Linked DNA regions of Mus musculus: regions 2 and 3 are each linked to region 1. The links are chromatin contacts, called in public HiChIP or PLAC-seq maps. All regions are on one chromosome and are shown on one strand. The core of a region is the stretch at or near the end of the contact, and the rest is flanking DNA. Distances in the headings are between cores, read along the strand shown.

Region 1 (3,660 bases), core at 1,042-3,541:
ATGGGGCAGGAATTTGGAGTGGGCATGAGTTCCAGTGTGGTGAGGGTAACTTCCTTCCTTGGCTGGATAGTGAGGAACTCTCTTGGATATTTGAGGATGCTACTAAACAGTGCTCCCTTCCCTGTAGGTATGTGGACAAGAATGCCAAACTCAGGGCTGGGTTTGTCTGGAATGGATGAGGCCCTGGGTTAAATCCCAGAGCTGTATAAGAAAAATTGCCATATTAAGGTAGACAGGTTGGCACATGCCTGTCATTGCGATACTCAGGAGTCTGAAGCAGGAGGATTTTGAGTTTGGTCCTAAACTGGCTGTTGAGCAGCTTCTCTGCCCATTTAGGCTACACCTTGAGGTCCTGCACCAAACACTGAAACTAAGGACACATAAACACACACACACACACACACACACACACACACACGAATAAGTTCAGAGTGGTGGTGGTGGCTCTTGGTAGAGTACTTGCCTACCCTAGCGTACACGAAACTTCAGGTTCCATCCCCAGTTTTAACCAGGAATGGCAGTTATAGGCCTATAACTCCAGCACTGAGAAAGTAGAGACTGGAGACTTGGTCATCCTCAACAAATAGGAAGTTTGAGGCCAGCCTGGGCTATAGAAGACCCATCTTTAAAAAGTAAAAGCCAGACTGGAGAAACGACTCAGTGGTTAAGAGCACCTATTGCTCTTCCAGAGGTCCCGAGTTCAGTTCTTAGCAACCACATGTGACCGACTCACAACCATCTGTAATTGAGTCCAGTGCCCCCCTCTGCTGTCATAAGACAGATACTCGTATAAATAAACAAAACTTAGCAGGCAATCACGAAAGGCTGAGAGGGTCTCGGGAATGCCCATGGGCGTTAATGGAGGTAAAGGCCTTAGGGATAACTGACTGGTACTGTCTATCCTAGGTTCACGGCTCAGCAAGGTCTATTCCCAGTCCACGCTGTCCCTATCTACGGTGGCCAACGAGGCTCCCAATAACCTTGGTGTGAAGAGGCCCACCTCTCGGTGAGTCTATCTGGAACCTAGAGCAAGATATGGCGGGACCGCTGGGATGTGTAGATGGAAGGAAGTACAGGAACACAGATGGGATTTGGGGGAAACTGACTCAAGTCTGGAGGATGTGCCCACATGCAATGTAGGAGGTTGAGCATATGGAGCAGCTGTCTATGGACTTGTGGCAGCATGCAATATACATGCCCCTCTCCTCTGCAGTGCACTGGGCTTGCCTCGTCCCTAATCCTGTTGTACCCTGGGAGGCTTCACACACTACTGACCCCAGCTTCACCCCTCCCCTCCCCTGCAGGGCCCCTTCTCCATCAGGCCTCATGTCTCCAAGCCGCCTGCCTGGCAGTCGAGAACGTGACTGGGAGAATGGAAGCAATGCATCCTCCCCAGCATCAGTGCCTGAGTACACAGGTAAGTGAGACCGGGTAATGTTAGAAGCTACGCGTTCTCTACCTGCCTTTCCCCAACCCACGCCCAGTCTCTGCTGACTGACTGCCCTCCAGGTCCCCGGCTATACAAGGAACCCAGCGCCAAGTCTAACAAGTTTATCATCCACAATGCCTTGTCACACTGCTGCCTGGCAGGCAAGGTGAATGAGCCCCAGAAGAACAGAATTCTAGAGGTGAGTCCCACAGCTGTCTGGGTGGGTAAGACTAGCGGGTAGAGCAGTAGTCCAGCCTGACCAGCTTCTTGCCACCATCCCTCAGGAAATCGAGAAAAGCAAGGCCAACCACTTCCTGATTCTCTTTCGGGACTCAAGCTGCCAGTTCCGGGCCCTCTACACTCTGTCTGGGGAGACAGAGGAGCTATCGAGGCTGGCAGGCTATGGGCCTCGGACCGTCACTCCTGCCATGGTCGAAGGCATCTATAAGTACAACTCGGATCGCAAACGGTTCACCCAGATCCCTGCTAAAACCATGTCTATGAGTGTAGACGCCTTCACTATCCAGGGACACCTTTGGCAAAGCAAGAAGCCCACCACGCCCAAGAAGGGTGGCGGTACCCCCAAATAGTGCCCACCTTGGGCAGTGCACTCCTGGGTCCTGTCTGGTCATGCTGTGGGGGGCTGAGCTGGGAGCTTCAGTGACTCAGGGCTCAGCTCAGTCCCCTTGTCTGTCCTCCACTTTCTTGAATAAAATAACTGAAAAGAGAAGCTGAGACACGGTGTCTCCTCCCTAAGCCTGACCAAGTTTACGTCTCGTGTTTTCACAAGCCCTACCTTGTCGTCTTTGCCCTTTTGCTGGCCCTGTGGCAGCTCCTGCCAACATCTGTGGTGACCTTCCTGTTGACACTCCCTCCTCTAGATGTTCTCAGCCACCTCTGATCTGACCTGGCAAGAGATTCCAGACCAGCTCTCCTCTCCTGGGCCTCCTCCACCCCCACATTTTCCTCCTCCGTGTGGTTGCATTTGGTGTGCAGCCAACTTCTAACCCGATCCCTGTTTCCTGTTGCCAACCTGCCTTCATTTCTGAGCCCAGTTACAGTCTCTGAGCTGGGGATTCTGTGTCCTTCCTCAGAGCCCCTTATCAGAGGATCTAGTTGCCACTGTAGGTGCAGAGTTCAGATGTTAGGCTCACTACAGCCTTGCTTCCCAGATACTGCCAAATTGTATAGAACTCACCCCTCCAGCTATCCCATGGTCCAAGCCAATAGCCTGTCTCCAACTGCGCCCTGCTCACACGGCAGCCTGCGTGACCGGCTCAAACACAAATCTGATTATGTCTCCTGATGCCAAAAGCCCCTTAATGATCTAGAGGCCACTAATGGCTTCCCAGAGCTTAAGCTAGAAGGGCTCCACCCTGGATGTGGCCTGTACACCAGGCCTGGTGTTTGGCCTTTAGCCAGGGATACAAGCACCTTGCTAGTAGGTCCACGGAGCCTATTACTACATGGAGACACAAGGGTTTGTGAACTCCCGGATCTATGACACCCACGTAAGTAGGGCCAGGTGTCCCTCGGTTTGGGGCTCAAGGAGGTTTCTTACTGGGCAAGCCTGACAAGAGGCCTGGGATGGGGCAGGGGAACTGGCCCTGCAGCGTCCAGAACTGGCTCTGCAGGGTGAGGGCAGGTTGTCCACATGCCATATCCCCTGACTACTCCACCTCCTGTCCCAGCCAATCAGTGCTGAGAGCCAGGCAGTTCTAAGCTAGCACGCCCTGAGGCACCTGGACGGCAGGAAGGAGGTCAAGACCGGGATGTACAAAGAGGGGATGTATTAGAAGGGTAGTTATGGGGGAGTGACCATGGAAGAAAAAGTGTGGAGGGAGTCAGTCTTCCTTTAGGCTCCCGAACACAGCAGCTGGTACACTCTGCTGTTCCAGTCGGACTTCTGTGGGGGAAAAGAAGTGGGGTCAAGGTGGGGGTGGATGGGGGGTGGCCCACCTCTGCTCTTAACCCTGGCCCCTGGGCTGGCCACTGACCATTGGGCTCCAGGTCCATCTCGTCCTCGTCCTCATCCTCGCCCAGCTGGATCTCCTCAGGGTTGGCCTGCTGAGCCAGCTCTGCCAATTCCTCCCTGGATGCATCACTCCTAGGGTTTCGAGAGGGAAGCTGGTAGCTGCCAGCTGCTTCAGTGGACCCCCTCCAGCCCCCAGCAGCTTCTCTGGAATACCCCTTTCCTAAGAAGGACTGGCCCACCCCCCACCTGCTCTCAC
Region 2 (3,689 bases), core at 570-3,069, 140 kb before region 1:
TCATCAAAGAGTCTCAAGACAGTCCTGCAATGATTGAACTGGGCTGACACCACCAGCAAGCGCCTTCCCACTTCGGACCTGTTGGGGCATTGTTCCACTAGGACCCCACCGATCAGCTGGCAGCAATACCCCAGTGTCCGGATCTGTGGGAGACCAGAATCGGTTACCATGGTTCCAATCATGGCTGAGCTGCAATCCCCTACCACACACCCAGCCATGGACACTTTAGGATGGAAACTGGAAAGAGTTGCTGGGCACGGTGGATCAGGCCTATACTTGTCAGTACTTGAGAAACAGAGGCAGGAGGATCACCTCCAAGTTTAAGGCCAGCCTGGGCTACTGAGATCCTGTCTCAAAAAAACCCAGAAAGTTCTAAGAGTCATCAAACTGCCAACCCAATCTGAAAGGTTTTTATCTTTTGTTTCTTTCTTTTGGTTGCTGAGGCTGGGTCTCACGTTCACCTCACTCACTGCATAGCCCAGCAAGTCACTGCCATGCCCCTGCCTCAGCATCCGCAAGGCTGTAATAACAAGCATGGGGCACTTAATCTGGCTAAAACTGAAAGCTTCTTTCGTTCTCTCTTCCTTTTTTAAAAGATGTAACATTATTCTAATTTGTTAATTTGAGACGGGGTCTCCGTAGCCCAGGCTAACCAGACACCGTGGTCATGATTAGAATTCCTGATCCTCCTGTTTCCACCTCCCAAACTCTGGAATGAGAGGTGTACAAGCATCTGGTGTACTTGAGACTGAGACCAAATCGTGCACAATGCACAAGCACTCTACCAATTGAGCCAACATCCCAGGCAAGGCAGAAGTTAAGAGGAGAGCTTGACATCAAAATCCAAAAAGTGCCACATAGCCGGGTGTGGTGAGGCACACCTGTCATCCCAGCCAGTATTTGGGGAGCTGAGGCATAAGGACAAGAAAGTTCAGGGTCAGCCTGGACTACAAGGTAAGTTATAGGCAACCAGAACTTCATAACAAGGTCCTGTTTCAACAAAGAAAGAAGAGGGGAAGAGAGGAGAGGGGAAGGGGAGGGGGGGAAGAGTTGCCATGGGGAGTCCCATTAGAGTGCTAGCTTGCTCACCAATGGTTGAAATGACAGAAAACAAAACTATTTCCCACCTCCTGGGCTCTCCTTTGCCCACAGGCAGGGGCATAAGGCTCTTCCGCCTAGCTCTGCCTTTAGCAGGACTGAAAAAGCAGTCTAGGTGGCAAAATAGCCATTTGCTTGGAAGACTTTAGAGAGGGGCCATTCAGTAAGACACTTAGAACACGGAAATTTAGCAGGCTCACCGCCCTTGTATCTTTGTTTCTTTTGTTTTGAGACAGGGTATCCTGTAGCCCAGGCTGGCCTTGAACTCCTGATCTTTCCATTAGAAGTGCCGAGATCACTGGCTTGTGCCAATATATCTGGTTTGTGCGGTGCTGAGGAAGGACCTAAAGGTTTCGTCTATGCTAGGAATGCAGTGGGCTACAGTCCCAGATCTTTTATTATTTCACTTGCTTATCAGAAATGATTAGTTTCAAGCTGTGTGTGATGGCACACACCTGTAATCCCAGCAATTCGGGAGGCTGAGGTAGGAAGTTCTCAGGTAAGACACCAGCCTGCCGACAGCCTGCTGTCATGTAAGACACCGGTCCCTTTAGGACCCCCTCTCTGGCCTGTTTTCCTCATCTCTGAGACCTGACCAAACTCCAGGTCACTCCGGTCCCGCCAAGGCCCCAGACTTCCTCTCACCAGGCGGTCCCGGACCCGGTGGGACTCCAGCGCGGAAGCCAGACGGTTCAGCAGAGCCATGGCAACTCGGTCGTGACGTCACCCAGGGCGGGGTCAAACTCCTTTGGAAAGGTCCGAAGGTCCGCGCAGGCGCAACTGCCTGCCCTTTGTCCGAGTACTGCTACCTTGTAGGCGTGCTAGCCCGAACCCAGTTTGCAAATGTATTACTGCCACGTCTGTCCTCCCTGCCCACGGACACCCAGAATGACCTTCTAAGCCTGTTGAAATTCGCTCCACCGCTGCTTAGGCAACTCCGCAAGCAAAATGTTTCAAAAATTAATTCATTGCCTACGGGCGGGGGGGGGGGGGAGCGGGGAGTGGGGACAATCAAAAGCTTCACTTGTGGGCTTCATGTACCTGCTTTATCAGTTTGTCTGTTCTGAGCATCTGTGACTGGTGTACTCTCACAAGGCATCTTGATTTTCACTTTCTTTGAGGGGTGATTAGATTTCTTTCTTTTTTTTTTTTTTTTTTTTTGAGGATTTCATTTAGTTCACGCTATCTTTGAACTCACCATGTGCTCAAACTGGCCTTACACTCCTTATTTAGTCTCCCAAATGCTGGATGATAGGCATGTGGCACAAGGCTCCAAGACATCATTAGATATGTTATATTAGATATCATTAGTTACCTGGCTAAAAGGCACCTTTAGAAGAAAAATGAGCTCGGCAGGGAACAAGTACCTTTAATCCCAGCATTCAGGGGGCAGAGGTTCTCCGTGAGTTCCAGGCTAGCCAGATCTACATAGGGAGCTCTGGGCCAGCAGGATGGCACAGTTGGTAGAGGCGCATGTAGGTCAAGCCTGAAGACATGAGTTCCATCCTTGGGACTGGCATAGTTGAAAGTAAGAACCCACTCTGGTGCTAGCTGTCCTCTAACCTCCACAGTTATGGTGTGGTGCACATGCGCGTGTGTGTAAAAACAACTACAAAATAGTCAAAGTTCTCTTCCACTCTTCCTTCCAGGAAGGACAAAAGTTGATCGCTAAAGGTGTTTGATCCATATCTACCTGAGCAGGGCACCCAGAGAATTCACCTTAACCAGCTGTGTTTTGTTTTGTTTTGCTTTGTTTTGTTTTGTTTTTTTGTTGTGTTTGGAGGAGTGAAGACACAAGTATTTTGAGTATTTGTTTTGAAACAAGATCTTATGTAGTCCAAGCTGGGCTCCAACTGAATTAATTTGTAGCCAAGACTGGCCTTGGACTCCTCCTGGTCCTCCTGCCTCAACCTCAGAAGTGCTGGCATGACAGGTGTGTGCCACCAAGTCTGGTTTGTGTGGTGCTGGGATGGAACCCAGAGCTCTCTGCATGGTAAGCTAATGTTCTATACTGAGCCACATTCACAGACCCCAGAACAGTATTTTTTTTTAAAAAGATTTATTTATTATTATAAGTACACTGTAGCTGTCTTCAGATGCACCAGAAGGGGGCATCAGATCTCACTATGAATGGTTGTGAGCCATCATGTGGTTGCTGGGATTTGAACTCAGGGGCTTCAGAAGAGCAGTCGATGCTCTTAACCACTGAGCCATATATATATGTGTGTGTGTGTGTGTGTGTGTGTGTGTGTATAACATATATATATAATATATATAGTGTATAACAATAAATAATATGTATATATTATTTATTATATATATAATATATGTGTGTATAACATATATTATATATATATATAGTGTATAACAATAAATAATTTTTTTAAAAAGAGGGAAAAAGAAAGAAAGGAAAGGAAAAAGAAAAGACCCAGAATCAAGCAAAGAAATTATTTCACTCAGGTCAAATTATTTCACTCAGGTCTGATATGGTGAAGCAGTGAGTTTATTGAGGCTGCTTAAGGGAGCAGGGTAACGCAAAAAATCTCTAGAAAGCCACCCCAGACTGGAGGATGATTGAGAGAGCTGCATTC
Region 3 (3,716 bases), core at 12-2,511, 190 kb before region 1:
TCACACAGGACTGGCACAGAAACAAATCTCTGGGCTCGGTGGGTAAAGGGCTTGCTGTGCCAGCACGAGGACCCGAGTTCCAATCCCTGATCCCTATGGAAAAGCCAGATGCAGTGGAGCACACCTTTAATGGCAGCACTCCTACTGTGAAGTGGGAGACAGATGACAGGATGATCACCCTGACACCTGAGAGCTAGTGTGAGACACGCACATACACGCACGCACGCACACACACAAATCAAAATTAAACAGGTTCCCCCAAGTGTTTTACATCCAGAATCCCTCAACCCTCCAGCTGTCGTCTGCAGATGAGGAGGTGACTGTTCTGGGTTTAGAGCGAGCATCCTTTCTGACTCATACTTACCTTCCAAGGTACAAGATGTCCTTTTAATTTTGCTGTGTCCCCTGAGGTGTAGAACAAAGCAGTTTATTCCTCCCACCCATGTACTTTATACTTTTCCATACTCCCTTTCCTCTCTAACATCAGAACGAGGCAAGGCAGAGAAATCGATCGGTCGTTCCCACCCTCCACCTTCCACCCCCGCTCTCATCGATCCTCAGGTGGCAGAAACGCCAGGAACTGTGAACTGCAAACTCCACCTTGCATCCGATTTTGCTCTTAATTGTCTCTCTAGCACAAGCAAGCACCTGCTAGAACTCTCCAGACCCAGGGAGCGCTTTTCAGCCTGTAACAGGAATCTCCCCCAAAGAGTAGATGACAAAATGCGGTATCAATGGTGCCTCTGTGTGGAGGGACCAGTTTTCGCTGTTGCCCCACCCCACATACACTTTTGTTTTCTCTAGAGTGGCCTTTTTACAGAAAACTGGACATTTCCATTCCAGAGCCACTTCCTTGGAGTGGCATCAGCGGGCCAGTAAGATTACTGGGACCTGTAGACTGGAAGGAGATGAGTGGCTTCCATATTTGTTGCTTTAAGATACTCATTTCCAGGCCTGGGATAGTGTAGGACACTTGCTTAGCATCAGCCTGGCCTTCTTTCCTCCACAGGACAAAAGGTTGACAGTTTTCTTTGTTCTTTCTTATTTACATTTTTATTTATTACTGTTGTGGGGGAGGTGGTGTGCATGCCATATTGGGGATTTGGAGGTCAGAGGACAACTTGCTTGCAGGAATCTGTTTCCTTTCGATCATGTGGGTCCTAGAAATCAAACTCAGGTTGCTGGGCTTGACCCCAAGCACCTTCATCCACACTGGGCATTGTCCGGCTGGCCTTGAGCCTGTGGCACTGCTCCTGCCTGGAACACCCTCTCCAAGTGCTGTAGCATTACAGATACGAGCCGTCATGCCTCCTTTAAACACTGGTGACTCTAGAAGCTTCTGTGTTCTGGGATTATACAGTAAAGGTTACAAGTGAGAAAGATCACTGAGCGCTTCATACTGGTCTTCAGGTAATTAACTCCCTGATTGCGTAAGGTGCCATATACATAAATAAGAAAAAAAAAAGTCTTTGTGGCCAGTGAAGTAGATGGCTCAGCAAGTGAAGGTTCCGGTCACAAAGGTTAATGAGTTCCCACATGGCAGAAGGAAAGAATGAATTAACTCCCACCAATTGTCGTCTGACCTCCATACCCGAGTCATGGTATACGCACACTACATAAAAACTTTAAGTCATCCTGAAAGCAGCCTGTTGTCTGTTAACAGAGAGTGAGTGGGTTTTCTTATCCCTGTGTCCGTTTTCACTGTTGGCTTAGTCCCCTCCCCCTCCTCTCTTGCAGAAACAACTCTGTGTCAATCACACAAGTGCTACCGCCACCAGGGACCTGCAGATCAATCCCGCCTCTCGGCAGGGAGAGCAGACAGTGCTAATTGGGCTCTAGAGTAACTTTTGTTTTCCCTTCCCAACACTGGAGATCCAGACCAGGGCTTTTGTGAATGCCCGGCAAGCAAGCTGCCCATCCAGATCAGCATTTTTCCACTTTAAGAAGGGGTCTCAGGGAGGCTAGGATGGGTCACCAGTTTGCTATCTAGCTGAGGATGTCCTTAAACTCTTGATCCATCTGCCTCTACCTTCTCAGTGGGGGTAGATTACAGGCAGGTGCTACCGTGCCTGGCTTATTCAATGATGGGATTGAATAAACCCAGGAATTCAGGTCCCAGGGCTTCCTAAAGGCTAGGCAAGTATTAGACCGTCCCCCCAAATTGTCTTTACAGATAGTTTTAGGCAACAGCAAGCTACATTTCCCTGTGTGGCCAGGTCTGAACCACACTCACACTGCCCCCCATGGCTGTCTGCTTTAGGAAAGCAGGCATCAGGAGATGTTTTCCACACTCCCCCCCCCCCCCCCCATGGCTGTCTGCTTTAGGAAAGCAGGCATCAGGAGATGTTTTCCTGTCTCAGAGCTGAATGACTCATGCAGGTGGAATGATGGAATGATGGGCTTCAGACCAGAAAAATGGCAGCTCCCAACCCAGCTGTGAGTGTGTGTTTGCCTAGCAGCTTTATTGAGGCACAGTTCACATACTGGCCCAGCTGGTCTCTTAAGTCTGCAGCCCAGTGGCTTTTAGTGAGCATAATCAAGTTTAGAACTTCCAGAGGTGGGCTGGAAATGTAGCTCAGCGGGTAGAGCATTTCTTCAGCATGCACTGAGCAAGCCCTGGGTTCCAGCCCCAGCACAGCATAAACTGTCAGCCATCCCCAGTACTAAGGAGGTGGAGGCAGGAGGATCAGGAGTTCGATACCGGCATGGGATACATGTTCATGATTATCTTCCCGGACCTTGCCCAGCCTAGACATTGCCTATCCATGCATTCATGCAAACAGCAGTCTTTTGAGTTTGATTTCTAAATATTTGGAGTTTTTTTTTATTATTACTTACTATTATGTGCATGTGGATACATGTGCACCATTACATGTATGTGGAGAGCAGAGGAAACTTCCGGACATTTGTCCTCTCTTTGCACCTCGTCAAGGGAAGGGTTTCTCCACCACTCCGCTTTCTACTCCAGGGAGCTGGTCTGAACCCACCTCCCATCTTGCTATAGGATTTGGTGAAGTTACAGATGCATCACATCCAACTTTCATTGTAAGATTAATTTTATTTTAGAGCATGTGAATGTGTGTGGGTGTGTGTACATGTATGTTTGTGCTCAAGAAAGCACGGGGTTTCCAGGTCCCCTGGAGCTGGAGTTACAGATGGTTATGAACCATCCAGTGTATGTGCTGGTAACCAAACTCAGGTCCTTTGCAGGAGCAGTGCATGCTCTTGACCACTGAGCCATCTCTTTAGCCCCAAATTTAGCTTTTCCACACACTCGGTTTGTCAGGCATCAAGTACTTTTCCCCACTGAGCCTTCCTTTTTGCTGGACCTGACTTGCCTGCAGAGCATGGTTGTGTTCTTCGATAGCTAGACAGCATTTCCCTGGCTACACTGGAGCACACTGGAGTCAGCTGTGACCAGTGGGCTGGTAGATGATTGAGCAGTTTCTACTACTGACTTCCACGGACTGCACTGCTGTGAACGGTCCATTTTGGCACAGCTTTAACACATATCCAGGATGATTACAGCGTTTCTGTGGGAGTGTGGATGTGCATGTGGCACTTACCCTTCCTTGTGCACGCAGAAGCCAGAGGTCAACATCCGGCACCTTCCTCAGCCAGTCTCCACCTCAGTTTTTATTAAGATTTATTTTTTAAAGATTTATTTATTTATTTATGTATTCTGTGTAAGTACACTGTCTTCAGACGCTCCAGAA

The links. HiChIP or PLAC-seq counts read pairs in DNA pulled down with a chosen protein or histone mark.
Region 2: an HNF4G HiChIP or PLAC-seq map of pancreatic cancer cells shows a contact between it and region 1. The contact joins the promoter of Pex11g here to the enhancer-like site in region 1. A contact is called at or near these places in 16 of 39 promoter capture datasets (the 3T3-L1 cell line, 3T3-L1-derived adipocytes, the C10 cell line and 12 more), 13 of 484 Hi-C or Micro-C datasets (ECoMG-derived neutrophils, cumulus cells, embryonic stem cells and 4 more), 4 of 115 datasets of contacts at active chromatin or transcription factors (embryonic stem cells, epiblast stem cells and pancreatic cancer cells) and 4 of 9 other capture datasets (adipose tissue, embryonic stem cells, liver and 1 more).
Region 3: a contact with region 1 is called in a FOXA1 HiChIP or PLAC-seq map of pancreatic cancer cells. The contact joins two enhancer-like sites. A contact is called at or near these places in 2 of 115 datasets of contacts at active chromatin or transcription factors (embryonic stem cells and pancreatic cancer cells) and 3 of 9 other capture datasets (adipose tissue, embryonic stem cells and liver).

What each region holds. Positions count from the first base shown.
Region 1 is chr8:3,606,885-3,610,544 of GRCm38.p6, forward strand. Camsap3 (calmodulin regulated spectrin-associated protein family, member 3) reads left to right here. Exons shown (of 17, transcript NM_027171.3): 14 at 907-1,006; 15 at 1,305-1,417; 16 at 1,510-1,628; 17 at 1,714-2,191. The coding sequence ends at 2,019. Xab2 (XPA binding protein 2) reads right to left here. Exons shown (of 19, transcript NM_026156.2): 18 at 3,427-3,536; 19 at 3,206-3,335. The coding sequence ends at 3,274. Among named protein-coding and RNA genes, the nearest start is that of Xab2, 13 kb to the right of the region's middle. Within about 2 kb of position 2,292, at least 57 of the 459 cell types and tissues checked have an H3K27ac peak or open chromatin away from gene starts, as enhancers often do. A contact at or near this core is called in liver, myeloid progenitors and pancreatic cancer cells, where this site is marked.
Region 2 is chr8:3,465,829-3,469,517 of GRCm38.p6, forward strand. It overlaps Pex11g (peroxisomal biogenesis factor 11 gamma), which reads right to left and starts at 1,820. Exons shown (of 5, transcript NM_026951.3): 1 at 1,744-1,820; 2 at 1-143. The coding sequence starts at 1,803. It also overlaps a transcript of Tex45 not described here.
Region 3 is chr8:3,415,905-3,419,620 of GRCm38.p6, forward strand. All of the region lies in intron 10 of Arhgef18 (rho/rac guanine nucleotide exchange factor (GEF) 18), which reads left to right. Among named protein-coding and RNA genes, the nearest start is that of Gm46029, 9.1 kb to the right of the region's middle. Within about 2 kb of position 1,262, at least 122 of the 459 cell types and tissues checked have an H3K27ac peak or open chromatin away from gene starts, as enhancers often do. A contact at or near this core is called in liver and pancreatic cancer cells, where this site is marked.